Regions from separate parts of the Mus musculus genome. Here all the other regions are linked to region 2. Evidence: chromatin contacts called from public HiChIP or PLAC-seq data. All regions are on one chromosome and are shown on one strand. The core of a region is the stretch at or near the end of the contact, and the rest is flanking DNA. Distances in the headings are between cores, read along the strand shown.

The links. HiChIP or PLAC-seq counts read pairs in DNA pulled down with a chosen protein or histone mark.
Region 1: a FOXA1 HiChIP or PLAC-seq map of pancreatic cancer cells shows a contact between it and region 2. The contact joins two enhancer-like sites. A contact is called at or near these places in 1 of 115 datasets of contacts at active chromatin or transcription factors (pancreatic cancer cells) and 1 of 9 other capture datasets (embryonic stem cells).
Region 3: a contact with region 2 is called in a FOXA1 HiChIP or PLAC-seq map of pancreatic cancer cells. The contact joins the promoter of Rhno1 here to the enhancer-like site in region 2. A contact is called at or near these places in 9 of 39 promoter capture datasets (the 3T3-L1 cell line, 3T3-L1-derived adipocytes, the HPC-7 cell line and 4 more), 1 of 15 datasets of contacts at CTCF or cohesin (embryonic stem cells), 48 of 484 Hi-C or Micro-C datasets (B cells, the HL-1 cell line, LSK cells and 26 more), 23 of 115 datasets of contacts at active chromatin or transcription factors (T-cell acute lymphoblastic leukemia, astrocytes, craniofacial prominence and 12 more) and 4 of 9 other capture datasets (adipose tissue, embryonic stem cells, liver and 1 more).

What each region holds. Positions count from the first base shown.
Region 1 is chr6:127,990,329-127,994,070 of GRCm38.p6, forward strand. The region is part of intron 1 of Tspan9 (tetraspanin 9); the gene reads right to left. Among named protein-coding and RNA genes, the nearest start is that of Tspan9, 43 kb to the right of the region's middle. Within about 2 kb of position 1,418, at least 117 of the 459 cell types and tissues checked have an H3K27ac peak or open chromatin away from gene starts, as enhancers often do. A contact at or near this core is called in pancreatic cancer cells, where this site is marked.
Region 2 is chr6:128,222,740-128,226,696 of GRCm38.p6, forward strand. No RefSeq gene overlaps it. Among named protein-coding and RNA genes, the nearest start is that of 9330102E08Rik, 41 kb to the left of the region's middle. Within about 2 kb of position 2,477, at least 31 of the 459 cell types and tissues checked have an H3K27ac peak or open chromatin away from gene starts, as enhancers often do. A contact at or near this core is called in extraembryonic endoderm stem cells, pancreatic cancer cells and trophoblast stem cells, where this site is marked.
Region 3 is chr6:128,361,005-128,364,798 of GRCm38.p6, forward strand. It overlaps Rhno1 (RAD9-HUS1-RAD1 interacting nuclear orphan 1), which reads right to left and starts at 1,907. Exons shown (of 3, transcript NM_001326585.1): 1 at 1,835-1,907. Foxm1 (forkhead box M1) reads left to right here and starts at 1,990. Exons shown (of 8, transcript NM_008021.4): 1 at 1,990-2,113.

The sequences.
Region 1 (3,742 bases), core at 168-2,667, 230 kb before region 2:
GCACCCCACTTTATTTTCTGAAGCAGGGTCACTCGGAAGCTGGAGGTCACTGATCTGGCTAGGCTGGCTGGTCCTGTCCCAGACTCTTGGTGCTTGGGTCAAAACCACAAAGTGTCTCACTGTACTTTGCACATGAGTGCTGGGCAGCACGGCTCAGGGTCTCAGGCTTGTGTGGCAAGGACTACACTTACTGATCCATCAGCCTTGTGGGTGGGTTTTAGGTGTGTGAACGAGGCAGCAGTTTGCGGAGGCTGTGCATCCTCCATGAAGCCCAGAGGACAGAACAGGGACCAAGCGATAAAACCTATGAGGCAAGAAATGACTTAACTTCTCTTGCCCAGAGACCAGAGCAAATCAACGTGTTAGCTAAGCAGGGGGCCCTGCCATTAGGGGGTCTAAGGAAAGCCCAGGGCTCTCTTTCTGGACAGGAGCTGCTCTGGCCCCAGCCACCTCTTACTCTGCATTTCTGTATTCTACCATTGGTTCCCCGGCTCACCCACCTCTGTACTCTGAGACTATGTGTGGTGCTGACTGACCCAGGACTCCTGGGGTATATGAAAAATCACTGCCCGGGGTCCCCATCTTTTAAGCTAGTGTCCTTTGTAACTGAAGAATCTCCTTCACATCTCTATTAACACCAACAAGTGAGCAGCGGCTCGCTCAGGAGAACAGAATTGGGGGTGGCGGGGGGGGGGGTGGAGAGGAGGATTTTAATGTCCACTGATTTATCCCCCTCAGTTCTTCCTTACACATTAGATTTATATTCAGATGTGAACTTTTATTTTTTTAAGCACCGACTTCCTGCTGGCGTGGTGGTACACACCTATGATCCCAGCACTTAGAAAACTGAGGCAGAAGGGAATTGAATTCAAGTCAAGTTTGGGCTACGTACTGAGACCTTGTCTCAAAAAATCCCTAAGAAGAAAAGAATAAAGCAAAGAAAGAACCAACATCCTTTCCTTTATCTCGAGCCTGTCCATCATTCAAGATCAGTTACTCACAACCAGCCTGTCCCCTCCTCTTTCTTACAACCAGGGACCCTCACACAGAACATTTTTTTTCTCATCTCTACCCCCTGGGCTCTGGAAGTTAGCCCAGGCACAGGTATGTACTAGTTCTGCACCTAGATCTAAGATGACCCCCAAAGCCCAGACGTAGGAGGGGGAAGGAGAGAAGAGAAAAGTTCAGGTGTGAACAGCTTTCTCCTGCTTTCTCCCCAACGCTACTCCCAGGCCCAGGCCCCTTCTCCTGGGCAGCCTAACATGCACTGTTATCAACCTGGGTATTCCCCAGACCTGGAAGGTTACAGCAGGCACGGAAGGCTAAGAGCCCAGCTTCACATACCTCAAGGGCTATGTCATGGCACCAGGAAAGGCTCTGAGTCACAGATATGGTCCTTGATCCACCCTCTTAAGACAGTGTATTTGACTGCCAACAAGCTGGCCTCAGCATGAGCAAGCTGGCCTGGGTGACAGAGCAGGGATGAGACAGAGCTCCTGGCTTCTCTAACCAGCGGGACAATCTTGGATGCACAGCACATGGCTGACAGAGAGAAGGTCAGAGGTTCTCAGTTCTGGGTGCTCTGACAGGAACAGGAAATCATTTCATACAGGAAACACACCAGACACCCTCAAGAAAGCTGTAGACGTGAGCCACGGGGCGACTCTACTGTGGTGGGGGACTGGATCAAAGTGTGCACAACCACGGACAACGAGAAGAACCACACAACCCTGCCTAGCGGATCTCAAAATATAACCTCAGGCTTCTCACGAAGCCAGCCAACACCATCTGAACACAAGCAAAGGGCAAGCCGGCTTTTCATGAAGGCAAGAGGCTTGTCACCATGCTGATGGCACAGGCTCTATGAAGGGAGCGTGGACACACCCATCATGGGAGAACCAGCAGATGGCCCTTTCCCACCCTGCTCAATTTACAGGTCACCATGGCCCAGGGAGGTGTTCTGAGCTCGTGTGGCAAGTTGAGGATACATCATACCCCACCTTTCTCCACGTCCCTCCACCTCAGCTAGGCTGGGACCCAATGTCCCTTGCTCCACTGCTGGAACACGCAAATGCTTTGAGAAAAAGAAAACTGAAAACTATTTCTCTCCTGTGGCAGAAGTCAATGCTCCCTTTCTACTTTGAGGATGGAGGCCCAGGAACTGCTCTAAGGACATCCTCCCTGGCCTCTGCACCTCCCTTGGCCAAGCCCTGAGAGGCAGAAATGAGCCTGGCATCTTCCAGATCACTCTACCAAACTGGCAGGTGCAAGAAATGTGCTTTGGTCCAGGCGTCTGCTTGCGTGCTTGCTTGCTTGCTTGCCTGCCTGGCAGCTCAAGGATGGCCCAATCAGAGTGTTGAAGAGTTCCAGAACCAGGCGCTGCCAGCAGGAAACAAAGGCATAGGACCTCCTGGGGATGGAGGGGAGTGGAGTGGTACCTAAGGACGCTGGCAGTGTCTTCATCTCTTCATCTCAGGATCTCTTAGCGTCTATACAGAAATTACTCTACAGCATGAACATCCTATGGCTTCTTCTAAGAGCAGTGTGGCCTCTAGAAGTCAGGGATACCCAGAATGGAGGAACCGAGGTGCAGAGTAGAAATGAGTGTTTGGTGTCACTGGAGCTCAGGGCTTCCTGCTGCGAGGCCAGGCTGGGCTCACAGCCCTCCAAAGGAATGAGGAACAGAGCCCTGGAAAGGAAGACCCTTAGGGCTCCCAACTGGCGGGAAGAAGGTCCTGGTGGTACAAATCTAGTGGACCACATGCTTGCCTTCTGCGCTGTTGGCGTCCGTGGGACCTGGCTCCTGCTGGTCCTTTCTCATCATTTGGCTTTCAAAGTGTGACTAAAGAGACTATCAGCCACATGGTCCCCTTCAGGGGGCTGCTGGGGGGCTCACCATCTGGAGGGCCCCACTGCCACCGATGTTGACTGTCTGCCTGCGGCACAGGGTCGGGTGCAGCGGTGAGAGGGACTTGCCAGCACTCCTCCCAAAGCACACACTGCCTGGTGGCTTCTGGGAAGGGACAGCCATGCCACCAGCTGCCTCTCTGCTCCTGGGATCTGTCTACCCCATACCATCTGGGGAGGGCTAGAACCCAAGACCACGGCTGTGACCTGGCCTCCTACAAGCTAGACAAACAGGCAGAAGGTGAGGCGTTCAGCATCCCAGCTCCTGAAGTATCTGGAGCCCTGGAGGAAATGGTGAGAGGCTGTTCAGACTGGGACAAAAGAGAAAGCTAGTTTACTCATCTTTAGAGACCCAGGCCTTTGTGGCTGACAGCCTCTTGAGGAAGGGGAAGAGTCTGGGTCAAGAAGATGAAGCCACAAGACATTAAACAGCCTCAAGTGAGGATCTGTTACCTTAGAGGACACTATTTGGGGTCAACTGTCCCCAACAGGGCCTACTGTTGAAACTGACACCCAGAGGTCCCCAGCAGGCAAGAATCCAGGGTCCGACCCTGAAGAAGCTTGGGACTGTGGGTCAAGGCTTCATCTGGAAACCTTAGCTTTCTAGAGGGAAGAACTGCACAGGAGACAGAGGAGCCCTGGCATGGTTAAGTAGAGGTTGCACAGTCTCTAATGCTTCTCAGAGGCCGTAGGATAGAGCACCATCACCCCCTGCCTAACATGGGCTATCAGGCCAGGGTCTCTAACTGCCTTACAGCCTATTCCTGTGAGACAGGAAACCAGTGAGGCCCTCACTGTCTTCCTCAGCCTCCCCAAACAAAGCCAGCCCACAGAG
Region 2 (3,957 bases), core at 1,227-3,726:
GGCCTGTAACTTTTGAGCCTTGGCTTTAGGATACTACTGTCAGCAAGGCTCTGCAACCTTCCAGAACAGCACCATCAGCTGGAGACCAAGTGTTTAAGCACACAGGCCTGTAGGGACATTACACAGTGAGGCCATGGTTAGTCACTGATCTTCCAGCCTCCTCATCCATAAAAAGAATGTCTGCAAGAACACCGTGCAGCTGTGGACATCAAGCTAGAAAATGTTTTAGAAGGGCTTTGTAAACTGTAAAGTGCAAGGACGAGCAGAGCGTGGCGGCGAATGCCTGTAATTGAAGCCTTTGGAAGGCTGAGACAGGATGGCAAGTTTTGTCTCAAAAGGTATAGGTAGGTATCGTACTTGTCATCATCCTTGCCATCATCAGTATCATCAGTATCATCTCCTTTTGCCTTAACTATGTTGCCTCCAAATTTGTTACCAGATTGAATGCTGTCATGTGACAGAATTAAGCTTGGCTGCTAATTCCAAAAACAGTATTGTGTCATTCCATATTGAAATGACTTAAACATGAAAAAAATATATTTCACATGAAATCTATTAGAGCAGTGTAACACTATGGTCTTTCTGCTTTGTCCTGGGTGGTTGCCAGTTAAGGTCATCTCAGAGTCCAATGTAGCTACACTGCTACATAGTTATACTACATCCAGCCATTACATCATACTCCATACAATTCCCTAGAATTTTTTTCCCTTCTGGAAATCTGCTTACCTCCACTGGCCAAACATAACCACATTGGACTGCAGTGTGAAAGCTGGAAAATATGGTGTTATTCTGAGTGTCTATCCAAACACAGGGATCTGGTCCTTTTTATTTGAAAAGGAGACAGGGGTCTCTGTTGTAAGTGGTCACTTCTCCATGGTCATCCTCATCTCCCTGTGAAGAGCAGCAGCTGACCTCCCCTAGCCCCAAAACCTTTCCGTTACCTCTGACAGCAAATCACACTCCTGCTTCTCCAACTCTTCCTTCCCTATACACACCACGTCTCAGCACAGGGCTGACCACAGCTTCTCTTCTCAGCCCCAACTCTCCTCTCAGTCATGTCCCCAACTCCCAACCCAAATAAGAATCTGCTGTCCTTCCAGAGTCTGGTACAGGGAGGAAGGTGTCCACTGAGGGCAGGCGCAGTCATCCAGGCAAGGCCTCCCCAAACCCTGCTCAGGACCGGGAGTGGGAGATGCAGCAGGTACAGGCGGGGCTTCTGCATCAGACCTCTGTGAACCCCAAACCAGTTCAATTTAGAACAGTAGAGCAGTTGAGCTGAGTAAGATGCCCAGTAGTGCTGTGGAACCACAGCCAGCCTCCTAGGACGCCCTTTTCAAGAGTATTCTAACTCCTTCAGCACTGAGTTCGGGTCCTGTTCCCATAGGCTCTGCTCAGCAGGCCCTGTCCCAGTGCTCACCTGCCCTGTGCGCACCGCTGGTCTGTGTGCTCCAGTGTGCACCTGCCCTATGGGCACTCCTGGTCTGGGTGCTCCGTAACAGGCACAGAACTCCATTTCTGTACAAAGAAATCACACGAGCGCAGATATCTGTGTTTGTAGCAGACTTTACTGAGGATTTGAAGAGATGAAGGGGGCTTACATAGAAAAAAAATTACAAAAACCTTAAAATTGAATATTAGACATCTGTGAGTGTAAAAAAAAAATAATAATAAAAGCCACCATTCCCGTGGCCTGGGCTCTGGCTCTCTAGGAAGGCACACACATACCTGTGCCCTTTCTAATTCACTAAGTGTATGTACAAAAGCCAAGTTCCAGACACTTTTTAAAGAAATTTATTTCAGAGATTAGGCTTCACTGTGTAGTCCATGATGATCTCGTTCTTCTCCTGGGAGTTGGGGGGCAGAGGGAATTATAGCTGTGCAGCCAGGTGCCTGGCTGGGCATATTAGTTAGCTACATTCTACACAGTCAAGTCTTTGGGGGGAAAGGTAGTTTTCCTTCTGATCTGTTAGATAGGTTGTCCAAGGTGCCACCGAACCCTGCAACCATAGCTCTAGCAGGTTTTCAGCAGGGGTCAGACCCAGGTGGCCCCTGGGTAGCAACCCTGGAGGCAGCTCCCACTGTTCTGGCCTGGTGGCCAGAGAGGTGTTATACTGGCCCACAGTCACTGCCTTCCCTCAGTCCTCCAACCTCTGCCATCTGACTCAACCCCCAGCCTGGGAAAGACTGAGTGTGCATAGACTAGGGACACAAGGCCTATGGAAGAGGACTAGGACACAGCCACTTACACATATACATAGACAAGCTCTCTCTCTCTCTCTCTCTCTCTCTCTCTCTCTCTCTCTCTCTGTGTGTGTGTGTGTGTGTGTGTGTGTGTGTGTGTGTGTGTGTTTATTCATTTATTTGATTTTTGGTTTTATGGGGTTTTTTTGGGGTGGGGTGGGGTGGGGAGGTGGACTCAGGGCACATTCTTTCCATTCCTGTGACACATTGTTGACACAATCTGCTCCATCAGTGTCAGACCCTGTGAGGCAACAGACCTTTCACCTGTCCCTACATTTTCACCTGTCTCTAACATTTCCTGCTAACTAGATAACACACCATAAGGTTTCCACTCCCAAGATGGAGGGCTCTCTATCCCCAGGACTCTGGGGACTCTTGGTCATCTCACAGACCCAATGACACTGGTCATGCCTGGTTCACTCTCTTTTGCCTTTAGCCTGGCTGCCAAGCGATGCAGACCCAGAAAAGTTTCCAGCCCCAGACACCCAGGGGAGCAGGCTAGATGGGCTCAGGAGCAACAGTTCCACCTGCTCCTCTGTACAAACCAAATGCTCTAGAGCTCATTTCTAAATATAGCATCAAAGGAATGTGTTCCCTTGCTACACCTCCAGGCCTTGCCACCATCCTGAGAGCATTCCAAAGTGCACATCCACACAGGGAACACAGGGGCCACAGGACTGAGCTGCCTGCCTTCCTACCTGGCCTGTTCGCTGGCAGTATGTCCAACCTCTGTCAGTCAGCACACCCCTGGGGCACACCCATCCCCTCCCTGTCTCCAGGCCTCTCCATTCTCCCTCGGAATGTTCCTTCCGATCCACTTGTCTTCTCTACAGTGGTCAGTGCAGAGGTCAGACCTCAACAGCCTCCCTTAAAGTGAAGCTGACCTTGGGTACACACACACACACACACACACACACACACACACACACACACACACACACCCAGCACTTCCCACTACCTACAAGTCTCCTTAACTGGTTTCCAGTCACTGCCCTCCCCTCAGTCCAAAGTAAACTCCTAGCCACCCTGTCTATTCTGATCATGGACGCATTCCCAGAGTCTGCCACACCTCAGAAGTCAAACAACCACTCACAAAACAAATGAAAAAAATACAACCAACAACCTAAGCAACTTCCCAAAGCTCTCTGGGCCTTGTTTTTTCAGTCTTTAAAATAGGAAAGCAGGGCACAGTGAGGAACACCTGTAGTCCCAGGAAGCTGAGGCAGGAGGATCACTGGAATCAATAGCCCAGGCAAGAGAGGAAGATCTCACCTAAAAAAGACAAATGGTTTCAGCACAGTACCAGCTTGGCAGGATAAGTGAGGTTCCCTAAGTCAAGTGCCATGTTAACTTGAATGGAGAGGCAGTAAGACAGTCTTATATGGTGACTTTCCATTAGGCCACTGAGGTCAGTTAACACAGGAAAAACTTAGGACCCACACTGGGACCGAACATCTGAACGGACCTGCTTCCAATAGGAAAAGGTTATACCCTTCATGTTCCAAAAAGGCTGACTACATACATCGAAGTCTGAAATGTCTGAGGCTGGGGCTTGCAGGAGCTCTGCTCCTGGGCGGCATAAGCAGGGGAGGAGGCCAGGGCTAGGATGTTGGGGGGTGGGGGGGAGGGAAGGGCTGCAAACATAGGCCTGCACGTGGACTGGTGAATCCTGGTCACAAGGTCAGGGATGCAGTAGTCTTTCTGGGACCCTGGCCC
Region 3 (3,794 bases), core at 657-3,156, 140 kb after region 2:
GGGTCTGAAAACCAGGTGAGGCCACATGACTGTGGGGTTGGGTTGAGTAACCACTAGGTTTTCAAATAGAAGTTTGTAATCACATCTAGGTTTTGTTAAAAGACAAACAACAACACAACAACAACAAAAAGAACAGCCCAGATTCTCTAGCATATAAGGAGATGTCAACCGAGTTACGGATTAAGTCGCATGTACTTAGCATCCAGCAATCCCGACTTTGCATGGTTTTGAATATATTCTTTTTGGCTTTCAGACTGAACCTCAGGCCTCAGCACATTAGGCAGTAACTGTACCTCTTGGCTATAGACCAGCCCTCATAGAATTATTTTGGCTTTTGTGAGACAGGGTCTCGCATAGCCTCCCCTGGCTTCAAATGCACTATGTAGTCTCCACCTCCCACATGATGGGATCACAGGCTGGCCCCACTGGGAAGGCAAGTTAAGGAAAGAAGGGCCTGCTCTGGCTCACAGATCCAGGGTACAGTGTTGAGGAGTCTCAGCAGCGGGAACTTGACAGCAGCTGGGCACATCACCTTAGCAGACAGGAAGCAGGTGAATTCTCCGGCTCAGTTTGCTTTTAGTCAATCAATCCACAATCCATGAAATAGGAAATAGGGCCACATCCCATCTCAGTTTTAGCTATATAATCTCTTACCCAAACAAAATCGAAGTCAGGTTTTGGCTCGTTTCTGCTCAGCCTTTGCCTATTTTTATTAATCTTTGAGATAGAGTCTTGTTATGTAGCCTTGGCTAGCCTGGGGCTGGCAATGTAGACCTGGCTGGCCTGGAATTCAGAGATCTGCCTGCCTCTGCCTCCTGGGTGCTGGAATTAAAGGTGTGCACCACCACACTCTGCTCACTCTTCAAACACAGTCTTATTATGTAGCCCAGACTAGACTAATGTGAGGCCCTTTTGTCTCACACCAGGATTATTGGTACGTGCCACATACCTAGCTGCTTACAACTTCTAACCGGGTTCCTTCAAATATTAAATAAGAACAAAATTCAGAAAGGCGAAGACCCTGCCTCCTGTCTCATAGCATACCACACTCACTACATCTTAGGCCTTTGTATTCAGCAGGCCTCCTCCCGGTCAAAGCAGCTCTCCCTTCTCTATTTACTTCAGGGTTTCCCTCTCTTCTGTGTAATGGGTAACAGATCTTACACCGCGTTCTCAGCTCCTTTAAAAAAAAAAAAAGGAAAGAAAGAAAGAACGGCTTTACTGTCCTAAGTCAAGATCTCATTAAAATAAACAAAGTTATCACAGGAGGCTGCGGGAGGGCGAGCCAGTGACCCCGGCTACTCCGAAGGCGGAAACACGAGGATCCAGAATTCTACACAACCTTGTGTCAGACAAAACCCACCGGCCTCTAACTTGTTCCTCTGTAGCTAGAATTCTACCGATCTGTTCATCTCATTCTGTGCTCCCTCGCCATCAGACGCTGAGGCCAGGGGGAGGACGCCCGGGTCCGCCGCTGTATCCTCCGCTCTTATCGTAAAGTACTTCGAGGGAATAAACGATCGTCCGGACACCTCGGGGGCTGGGGCCCGGGAGGAGGCGGCCACAGACCGGAGCGGGGCGGAGCCACGTAACCGCAAGTCTAGGGCCAGAAACCCAAGCCGGACCCCACGGAGCCGCGTGGACTGAGCGGGGCGGGGGACCCAGGGGTAACCGAGTGGGTAGCCAGCCCGGGGAAGTGGCGTACGCTGTCCCGGAAGGAAGTCGACCACTGAGGCAGGGCGGTCCGGGGCGGGGCGGAGCAGGCTGCTGGCCGCCGTCCGCGCGTCCCCGCGTCCCTCCCGCCGCCCCTCGAGCCCCGCCGGGGCCGCCTTACCCGCCCTCCCGGCCGCGGCCGCCGCTCCTCAGGACACCGAGCGTTCGGGGCCGGAACCCGGAGACAAGCCGGTGCCGATTGGCGACGCTCCGTCACGTGACCGCAACGCTCCGCCGGCGCCAATTTCAAACAGCGGAACAACTGAAAGCGGCGCTGCGGGACCCACCCCCGGCCCGGGCTCCCCCGTCACCCCGCCCCGGGCTCCCACCCCGGCCGTCCCGCCGGGACCCGCCGCCCGGGCCCGGCTCGGCCCCGCGTGGAGCAGACGCGGCCTGTGAGGTGAGTGGGGTGCGGCCGGGTCCAGGGAGGGCTCGGAGTCGGCACTGCCGGGGCTGTGGGGCGCGAGGGGGTGTTGGGCACCGCCGGGAAGAAGGTCTGAGCCTCCGGCCTCGGCCTTGCCGCCGCCGTGTTCTCCGAGCATCCCCGGACCCTGGGAACAGGCCTGCCCTCGGAGTCTGCATTTGCAGTCAACCCTGCCTCCGCCTCCACCGCTGCAGGGCGGGATCCTGGCTGAGTGTTGGTTGCAAGGTTCCCTGTTGAGTGTGGAGAATAATGGGGTCGTGGGGTGGCTCTGCAAGTCTCCTTCCGCTAGAAGATATTGGGAGTGTTAGGGAAAGGCTGGTCAAAGAGAGCCCCTGTGGTGGTGGGGGGGGGTGTCTAACATCTGATTGGGGTGGGGTGCAATGGGAAGGAAAACGAAAACTGAGATTTGAAGGTCGAGAGAACGGAGTATGAAGAGAGCTGCAGGGTGGAAGGGACCTGAGAACTCTTAAGCAGCTGGCAAACGTCAAAAGAGTGTAATCCCTTCTTTGGCAGGTGTCCTAAAGCGACAGCTGCTTTCTCTGTTTCTCACAGGATTGCAAAAGTGACAGGATTTAACTTAATGATAAATTATTCTATCTACCTATAAAAAAATCCATAGGAATGCTTTTTCTAAAGACTTCCTTCCTTAGCGTTTCAAAACCACTTTAGCATAGCCAGGCATAGTGGTGAGTGACTGTAATCTCAGCAACTAGAAAATTAGAGGCCAGAGGCTCAGCAGTTCAAAGCCAGCCTGGACTACAGGCGATTCTGTCTCAAATATAAAAGCCACCTTAAGCTTATTAATGATGGCACATCTTAGTATGAAGGAGATCAGTATTACAATCTTACTTTTGAAGCAGAAGATCAAGGTATATAGAGTATTATACTCACAAAACTAAAATATTGCCAGGCAGTGGTGGCGCATGCCTTTAATCCCAGCACTTGGGAGGCAGAGGCAGGCAGATTTCTGAGTTGCAGACCAACCAGGGCTACACAGAGAAACCCTGTCTCAAAAACAAAACAAAACAAAACAAAAAACAAAAAAATCCCACTAAAATATAGTTACTTTCAGGTACCAAAATATCATTGTGCAAATGCTTTGCAAATTTTGAAAGAAGAAAAACACACTTTAAAAAAAAAATTAATGTAATGGGGCTGGGGAGATGGCTCAGTGGTTAATGGAAGCTCTTGAAAATCTTTTTTTTTTTTTCCCAATTCAAAAGGATTGGGGTTTTTATTGTAGAACACTTACAAGCATTCACAAGGCCCCGGGTTCAATCCCTACCACCACATAAACCTGGTATTGTAGCTGCACCTGTGATTCTAACAGGTGGAGGCAGGAGAATCAGAAGTTTAAGGTCCCCTGCATTATTTGAGACTGATGGAAAAGGGCCATAGGGTATAGCTCAGGAGTAGAGTAGAGTCCTTGCCTACTGTATGTGTAGCCCTGAGTTCAGTCACAGTACTGAAAACTTTGGAATAAATGAGACTGCACAGTCTACACACATTGCTGTGAGCCATCAGTACGGAAGTCCCCCCCTTTTGTCTGGGATCTTGCAGACTAGTGGTTGATCTCACCAGTGTTGTGGCAATAGGGCCTCCTGCCTCTGCCTCTGTATGCACTGACCCTGTGACCTGCAAAGATGTAAACTGGCCA